2 separate regions of the Bombyx mori genome follow, and region 1 is linked to region 2. Evidence: chromatin contacts called from public Hi-C data. All regions are on one chromosome and are shown on one strand. Each heading gives the region's core, a stretch centred on a gene start, on an enhancer-like site or on the middle of the called end of the contact. The rest is flanking DNA. Distances are from core to core; before and after follow the strand shown.

Region 1 (4,236 bases), core at 406-2,905, 87 kb before region 2:
CACATTGCTATCCACACAGCCGAGGATATGGCGCAGGATAATCTAGGAGAAAGCTATTAAAGGAGGCCAAAACTCTCAGCATTGAGGATTATCGACGCAGAAGGAGGAGGAGGCCGCGTCGCCCTAACGAGTGACGTCATTAGGGTCATTTAAAATAAGAGGCGACTCAAGAGAATTAAAGTCAGATTAAACACTTGGCTTGAAACAAGAATTCTAAGTGTTCGTGTTTACAGCACATTAGTCGTCTGGGATGGGAGGAACTGCATCACTTAGCTGTGACACAGGCATCGCTGGCTGGTCCGCCCACAACGTCAGCGCGTGGCAGCGCGACTCACCTGACGCCGGTCTTGTCGTCGTACGACTTGGACTTGTCCTTCTCGCTGGAGGCGGTCAGGTCCACGTCCTTCAGGAACTTCAGCTCCGGGTCTATGTACACTATTTTATTCAGCTCCTGTAATTCAGACGGGCTCTTTGAGAAAACCAGCCTAGGAGGCATTTTCACTTAAGGCAATGTCCGCTCGTATCATTTGCTAAGAAAGAACATTAACCTTAGAAGCTCTTCATATCGAAGGTAACTGATTAGCAGCACCGACCATGAAGAAGACGGTCCACTAAACCAGCTCAGGAGGCATTTTCACATAGGACGATGACCGCTCGCATTATTTGCTAAGAAAAAACGATGTCTTAGCTGTTCATGTCGAAGGTCAGCAGCACTGACCATGAAGACCGATACAGCAGATAGTACAACTTCCACGAAGACCGCGGTCGCTGCTTTTAACAACGGCATCTTTGAGCGTCCTCTCCACCGTCTCTAAGAGGTGGAACCTTTCTACCGTCTCCTCCCAGAGGTCCGGGAGGCCGTCCACTCACATTGCTGTAGATGTTCCTCGCGCGCGGCTCCAGGCCCCACATGCGCACGGTGTCGTCGCTGGAGCAGGTCAGCAGCGTGCCGTCCCCGGACACCTCCACGCCCCAGATGCACGCCGAGTGGTACAGCGCCGAGTGCGACTTGCCCACCTGCGGCCCACGGGCGACAAGTTATAACCCAAACTAAAAAGTCTAAGTCAAAATTAATAGTGCCAACCCTAGACTGTCAAAATTATTAGTACCAACCCTAGACTGTCAAAATTAATGCCTGTCTTAAAGGATGACTGTGCGTCCATTTAGATCGGTTCGCCACATATGACGTAATACGTTGAGAAAATGCACTAGACGACAAAACGTATGAGTTATGTTTAAATTCCAAACTAATTTTAATTGGTAAGTTATTTTCAAATACCTTCCCATTCAAGGGATAACTTTTAACATTTAACCTCTAAACTTTAAGCATTAGAAAACTGTTAATAAAAACCACAAAACAAATCTTAAGATATGCATACAATACATTGTTCACGCTTCTAGTTTTCTCTCTCTTTGCCAAATTAAAAACTTACTACCCGCATTGAACGTAAAATATTTACCTTCATATTTTTCTTTTGTGATTACCGTAAAAATTCACTTAACAGACACAGCTATCGGTAAGTTAGGCGTTACACGGACAATGTGCGCTCACTCACCCGGCGGATGTCGCGCACGTCCCACACGTACAGACTGTGGTCGTTGTAGACGCACGTGAGCCGGTGGGCGCGCTCGTCGTACGCCAGCGCCGTCGCGTCCGGGTACCGCGCGCGCGGCGGCTGCGAGAACATGTGGCTGCAAGCAGACGGTCCGGTACACTCACCAGCTTACACCATGCATTTTTTACTGGTGGTAGGACGTTTTGTGAGTCCACGCGGGTAGGTTGCCAGACAGAGAGACCTCTATATAAGGTGTAGGGACGCAAAGGTTATGTCAGAGGCTTCAGTAATTTTTTTAGGCTGTTGTATGCATGTGAGCCCACAGCCGACCTGATGGTGAGTAGCTACAGTCGCGCTTAGCTCGCTTAGCAGGTCCCCCAAGCTTCGACTGCAGCGAACATGAGAGTTTGGACCCATAGCTACAGCCCACTGAGTTCATCGCCGGATCTTTTCAGTGGGTCGCGATTCCGATCCGACGGTAGATTTAGCGAAGCACTGCTCTTGCTGGGGTTCATGTTTGCAAACTTATCAGTCTACCATGCTACCAGCGTATAAGTAGGGATAAAAAAGGCAATAGAATAATCATTATTATACGGACATACCGCCTCGAAATGACTTCGCGGTTCAGTCTCGCATATATTCCAATTTTATCAACGTTTTCGTACTATTTTTTTGTGACTACCGTCAAATTGTTAAGTCAAAACTACTTCTCGCCAATCACGTGTCATTTGGCATCAAACGAACCAACAGTATTCATGAGGTCTGGTAGTTTTTATTGACTGGAGTAATCAAGTTCACATGGTAATAGGATCTAAAGTGTTAAACGATAAATCGCCAATTCAGTGTGCTTAGTGCGAGTTTTTTAACGTTCTTGATATCGGAAAGGTTAACTCAAATTTGTATGGAGATGGAACAGCGGCAAACGTAGGCAAACGTTCCGGCTACATATAAATTTGAGTTAACTTTTACGCTATCGAAAACGTTAAAAAGCTCGCACCAAGCACAAATCCTTGACGGTCCCAGCCGCGGATGCCAGTTAGTATCTATACGTATATATGTATGTATATCTCAGCAGTACAACAGTTGATGGAACTGGCAATATTCACCTGATGTTGGTGCCCTGCGCCACGTCGACGCCGAGGTAGTGCGTCCTCGGCAGCGTCGTGATGTACTGGAGCGTGTCGGGGGCGAAGCACCGAACTATGCCCTCGGCGCAGCCGACGAATATGAAATTAGCGCCCACCGCCATACAGTTGGCGGACTGCGTCTGGAGCCGACGGAGAGACCGTTATATGACTCTTTTGCTGGTGGTAGGACCTCTTGTGAGTCCGCACGGGTAAGTACCACCACCCCGCCTATTTCTGCCGTGCAGCAGTAATGCGTTTCGGTTTGAAGGCTGGGGCAGCCGTTGTACTATAAAACTGAGACCTTAGAACTCATATCTCAAGGTGAATGGCGGCATTTATGTTGTAGATGTCTATGGGCTCCGGTACCCAATAAATACCAGGTGGGCCCTGAACTCTTCCACACACCTAAGCTATAAAGACAAATAAAAACTATCGCATGTGACGCCCCTGGAATCGTGTAACGTCATCACGTGACCGCGATTACTTTTAAACTTGAGGTCTATGTCCATTACCAACCCACTAATCTGAATGCATGATTGCTTTGCGGCAGAAATGGGGGGGCGGTCATATCATCATTTACAATACTGCCACCGGTAAATATTGGTTGGTGGTCGCAATGCGCTTTTTTATTGTCCTATAGGAAGACGAGCATACGGCCCATCTGATGGTGAGTGGTTACCGTCGCTCATTGACGTCAGCAATGCCAGGGGCAGAGCTAAGCCTCTACCCATTCTCAAGATTCCTTAGCCCCCTCACGACACTCACAAGAAGAGATAACATGATGCTACTCTACCTCGACACCACACTGCCACACGTATTAAAAATAAACCAAGTATTTCTATAGCCCACTCTATTTCTGGAAGTGAGGGATGACTCACCCTGAGCTCGACCCACTTGTCCAGCAACCGTCTGCTGTTGAACTCGCAGAGCAGGCCGCCCCTCGTGATCGCGTAGGTGCTGTCCGCGGACTCGCCCCGGCCGCAGACCACGTCGCAGAACTCATTGTCCTTCTGCTCGCCCAGTATCGCTGATCTGCCCATCAACGGAACCGGCTCTTTGAACTGAACAGCAGAATTGTTAAAGTTACACGAGTATTTTTCGTTCATAACTAAACAATTAGCTAGAGAGAAAGAGAAAGAGAGAGAGAGAGAGAGAGCGAGAGGGAGGTAGAGAGAAAGAGAGAGGGCGGAACGAGAGAGAGGTAGAGAGAGAGGGTCACGGCCTAAAGGAAAAGACGGCCGGTGCATTCGTATCGAGGGATGAGAGCATGCCGGGTTGGAATCCCGCAAGCAGCTACACAATTGTACTGATGAAATACGTTCTTGAAAAAGTTTGGTTTACTTCCACGGTGAAGGAATAACATCGTTTAACAAATATCAAAATCTGCCAAATCTTAATATGCGTATTTACTTGTGGTAGGACCTCTTGAGCACCCGCAAGGGTAGGTACTACCGCCCATTATACCAAATTAAAATTTTGACCACATGTTCGTGTCTATGGGCTTGATGTCTATGGGCTATGGTATCATTTAACACCAGGCGCACCGTGAGCTT
Region 2 (3,921 bases), core at 143-2,642:
GAAGCAGGACGACGGAGAATTCGTTGAGGAGGTGGAATCGGATGAAGAGGAGAAGAATGAAAGTACAGATCATAACAAAAAAAATAATACCGAAAATTCTACTAAATTCGAAAGTGCTTCGAAAGCTGGTATCATTGAAGCTGAATCTAGCGTGGAGGGCGCTCGTGTTAATGACAAAGACGACGATGGTGATGTCAGTAAGAGAGAGGGAGACGAGAGACCCAGAACGTTCGGTCCGATGAGGCCTCCCGATGGATACGTGATACCAGACGATTATTACAGTACTCGAGATTGTAATGAAATCATGGAGGAATAATTAAGAATAAATTATTAAAAATGTTTTGTTTTTCATTTTGTCTTATTGACGACGTCTGTTCGAAGTACACCGCCCAAAATAGTCTATAAAGTAGTCCGATAAATAATAAACTTTATGCTGTATATAACTGCGAAAGTTAAAAACATTTTTCCTTCTTTAATATATTTTATAAATTAGCTTAGATTATTTTTCTCTTCCATACTTGTCTCCATTCATGCTCTATGGGACTTGGGTCTTGAGCTCGCTGGTTGTTCAATAACATTCATTTACAATTTCAATGTTTCGAATGTAATTGACAACCACGGCTGCAACACGTGAGCGTGCATTATCATGCATAAAAATAAACTTTCCGTGAATGGGAGTTCAGTAGGTGCCCCCTTAAAGAAACTATTCATACCCAAAGACGTCTTTAACTCGTATAGCGCCCGTGTGCAGTCATTATTCTAGTGTCTCCAGTAAGAGCAACGTCAAAATGTAACAGGTTCGTTCATCGAAAGTGCTGAGGCCGACGCCTTCTAATACCGCTTCGTCTACACCCTACACTATAGGTATCTACCGTGGAGCACTAATGGTTTGAAGGGTGGAGCAGCCGTTGTAACTATTTTGAAACGTTAGAACTCCTGTTTCAAGATAGGTGGTGGCATTTACGTTGTAGATGTCTATAGGCTCCGGTAACCACTTGGCACCATCTATGCAAAAAAAAACACCCACTTCTGTTCATACCATAACTGTTTGGTCATTAAATATCTTCTTTACAATTATATTGTTTTGAGCTTGCCTCTCTCTTAAGGCTCTCGACATTTTAATCTCTCTACCTGGCTCCAAGCTGTATCATTACAATTTTCGTGATTGCGAACAGAATTAACATTGTATATTCTAGAAATTTCTACTAGTTTTTGTTCTTACTGTACTTCCTTAAACTTTTGAAAACTTGATTTTGAATCAGAATAAAATTATGGTTCGATTTTCGAGGTGGTTAAATGTTCAAGTAACTTATGGCCGGAAACAAATTGATCTATATTGGCGTTTTGACAACATGAGAAGTTGACGAGAAACGAAACGTTCCGTTTCGAACGGAGTTGTCAAAAATGGCCTCCCTTCTCAATGTTTTGTTGCGAAAATCTCCTAATTTCGGCCAAAAATCGGTCTTATTAAAGAACATTCCCGCTGTTCATAATGTGAAGTGAGTGTTAAATACAGAATTATAAAATGAGTGTGTTCAACTATTGAGCAAAAGTGAAAAAAAAATTATGTAACATTGTAGGTTAATTCACTTTAACTTATTTATGAATTCAAACAAAATAAACAATTGCAAACTCAATAATTTTACAACTACTTCGTTTAATTCGCATCTGTAATTAAAGGAACCCAATAACAACTTTGACTCCATCTGCCTCGACTCTGTATCTAACATTACTCTTATAACTAAATTCATAATATTTTGTTACATTTCACACATAGTCTTCCACAACCAAATTTAATGATACTGATCTCAACTAAAGATGAACGACTTTCTAACCGGAAATCTTACAGCCCTGAGTAAGAATTTAAATAATAGGGTACAACAGTATCCCAAATGTGTTGCAAATATAGTTATCTCCCAAAAGCACTCTTTAAGTCATTTTATACACGAGATATAAGTAGAGTTATTGTTGTAGAGTTACTAAATTCATATGTTTATTTTTAGAGATATAAAAAAAAACAAATAAGTTAAAAAAATCCCTGCTCTAGTGTTCGGGATTGGATATGCTTTTAATGTCTAGAAATCGAAAGCTTAATGGCTAACAGAGCTCACTATAAGAACTTTTACAGCTCCCAAAGAGATGGGCACCGTTGGTTCCCTGATCCAGACTTTGTGAAACAATTTGAAGGGCCAGTCATGTATCCTGATGAGTCGACCAAATCATTGAAACCTGTTCCTTATAACAGTAAGTAATTAATGTGGCACATAAATATTTTTGTTATGCCGCAAATACCTCTAGCACCCATTTAGTAAAATTAGTACTGACCATAATCAATCATAACAAATTCACATCTAAATCCGTTTTCATCATATTAACATTGTTGTTGTTGCTATCTTAGGCTTGCTGGTACATAGGGCCCTCACAAGCTGTCTCCACTTGACCCTGTCTTGTGCTTATGTTTTTTTTTTATGATCACGCTCCAGATCATGCTGGCAGTCCTGATCTCGCTCCACAGTGCCATTATGTACAGGGCGATCAGGTCTTCTCCTGCCAAGTGGTTGCCACTCAAACGCGATTGATGATACTTTGACTCTGCTGCGCCGTAAACTCGTAGAGTGTGTCCTGTTCAACGACATGTGTGGCTAGATTACCTTTAAACTGGAAGTCTTAAAAAAATCGCTGTGACTCTTCAGGAGGAGCAAGCCAGAGTTTCTCCTGTTTGGAAGTGAGACCTGGAGAGTGACGTAAGACAATCACCAACCAATTGCAGGTGTAAATAAGTGCTTGAGGTCGATACTCTGCATATTCTGGCCAGCCACTATATTAAATAAAGACCTCTGGACTAAATGTGCCTAAACCTCCATCGCCCATATTAACGTTATTAAAATATAATGTGATGTGTTAAAACATAATAAACTGTCAAAGTAAGTGTAATTATGTCTCTAACTTACAACCCACTAAAATCAAAGAGAAAACAAAAGTTAGTTAAACTTTTCATCGTCAGTCGTGTCATTTTTTCCGTAGTTTAATGAATGATAATTTTTTAGTATTACAGTTTTTACTGTATCCATTATTTATTTTGGATAGTATGAACATACATTCTTGGATTAAGTGCTTGTATTATATTTAATGACCTAGTTTAAATGATATTCTAGAGGATTTTGTTAGAATCAACTCTCTCTATTTTGGAGGTTATAATATCGAGGGGTGAAAGTCTATTTGGTTTAAGCGACATTTTTGCGACTTTACAGGAAAGCCATTTCAAGTTCAAAATTTCGAGAAAACAAAAAATTCCTTCAGTTATTTGAATGGAGTAAACTTAATTGAAGTTCAAACAAAAATATTGAACTGTTGATGCTGATACCAAATCCATTTAATAACAAAGATAAATGTCGCGTATTAAGCGTAATTTTCCTTAAACGAAATAGCATTTCACCACTCGATATATAGTAATAGAGATTCATTAATTACATATTATTGTTTTGACTTGTATACCCTGTATAAGGTAGCGAGACTGCAGCATTTAACTACTCTATCCAATAAAGAAAGTGTTTATCACCTAATCGCTTAGAATGAGGCAGACTCTGCCCTCAAATGATAAAAATATTAAAAAATAATAATCTTTCAGGCATCATAAAACCGGCCGAAAAGAAAGTACGCAACATGATCCTGAACTTCGGGCCCCAGCATCCAGCCGCTCACGGGGTGCTGCGTCTCGTACTGGAACTGGACGGAGAGGTGAGATATTTTGGAACATCAGCAGTTGAATTAGCTGATGCATGTATCGTCTTCTCACATTAAAACTGTATAATCTCAAAACTTACAAATTTTACAGGAGTGTTTTAAAGGTTTAATATTAATCATCTTTGCAACATTTATTAGTTATTTTTTACCAGTTACATTATTTGTCTTTTATAGTAA

Evidence for each region. A called contact is a pair of places that touch in the nucleus more often than the background predicts.
Region 1: a contact with region 2 is called in a Hi-C map of midgut, with 3 times the contacts expected there. The contact joins the enhancer-like site here to the promoter of LOC732900 in region 2. A contact is called at or near these places in 2 of 7 Hi-C or Micro-C datasets (middle silk gland and midgut).

The regions. Positions count from the first base shown.
Region 1 is chr23:20,148,345-20,152,580 of ASM3026992v2, reverse strand. LOC101746620 (mitogen-activated protein kinase-binding protein 1) reads right to left here. Exons shown (of 33, transcript XM_062675415.1): 8 at 3,562-3,744; 9 at 2,663-2,823; 10 at 1,557-1,692; 11 at 871-1,017; 12 at 336-451. Among protein-coding and RNA genes, the nearest start is that of LOC134201151, 10 kb to the left of the region's middle. Within about 2 kb of position 1,655, at least 3 of the 8 cell types and tissues checked have open chromatin away from gene starts, as enhancers often do.
Region 2 is chr23:20,061,102-20,065,022 of ASM3026992v2, reverse strand. LOC732900 (NADH dehydrogenase-ubiquinone Fe-S protein 2) reads left to right here and starts at 1,392. Exons shown (of 10, transcript NM_001046901.2): 1 at 1,392-1,499; 2 at 2,129-2,244; 3 at 3,629-3,738. The coding sequence starts at 1,405. It overlaps LOC101741716 (kanadaptin), which reads left to right. Exons shown (of 10, transcript XM_021347847.3): 10 at 1-337. The coding sequence ends at 316.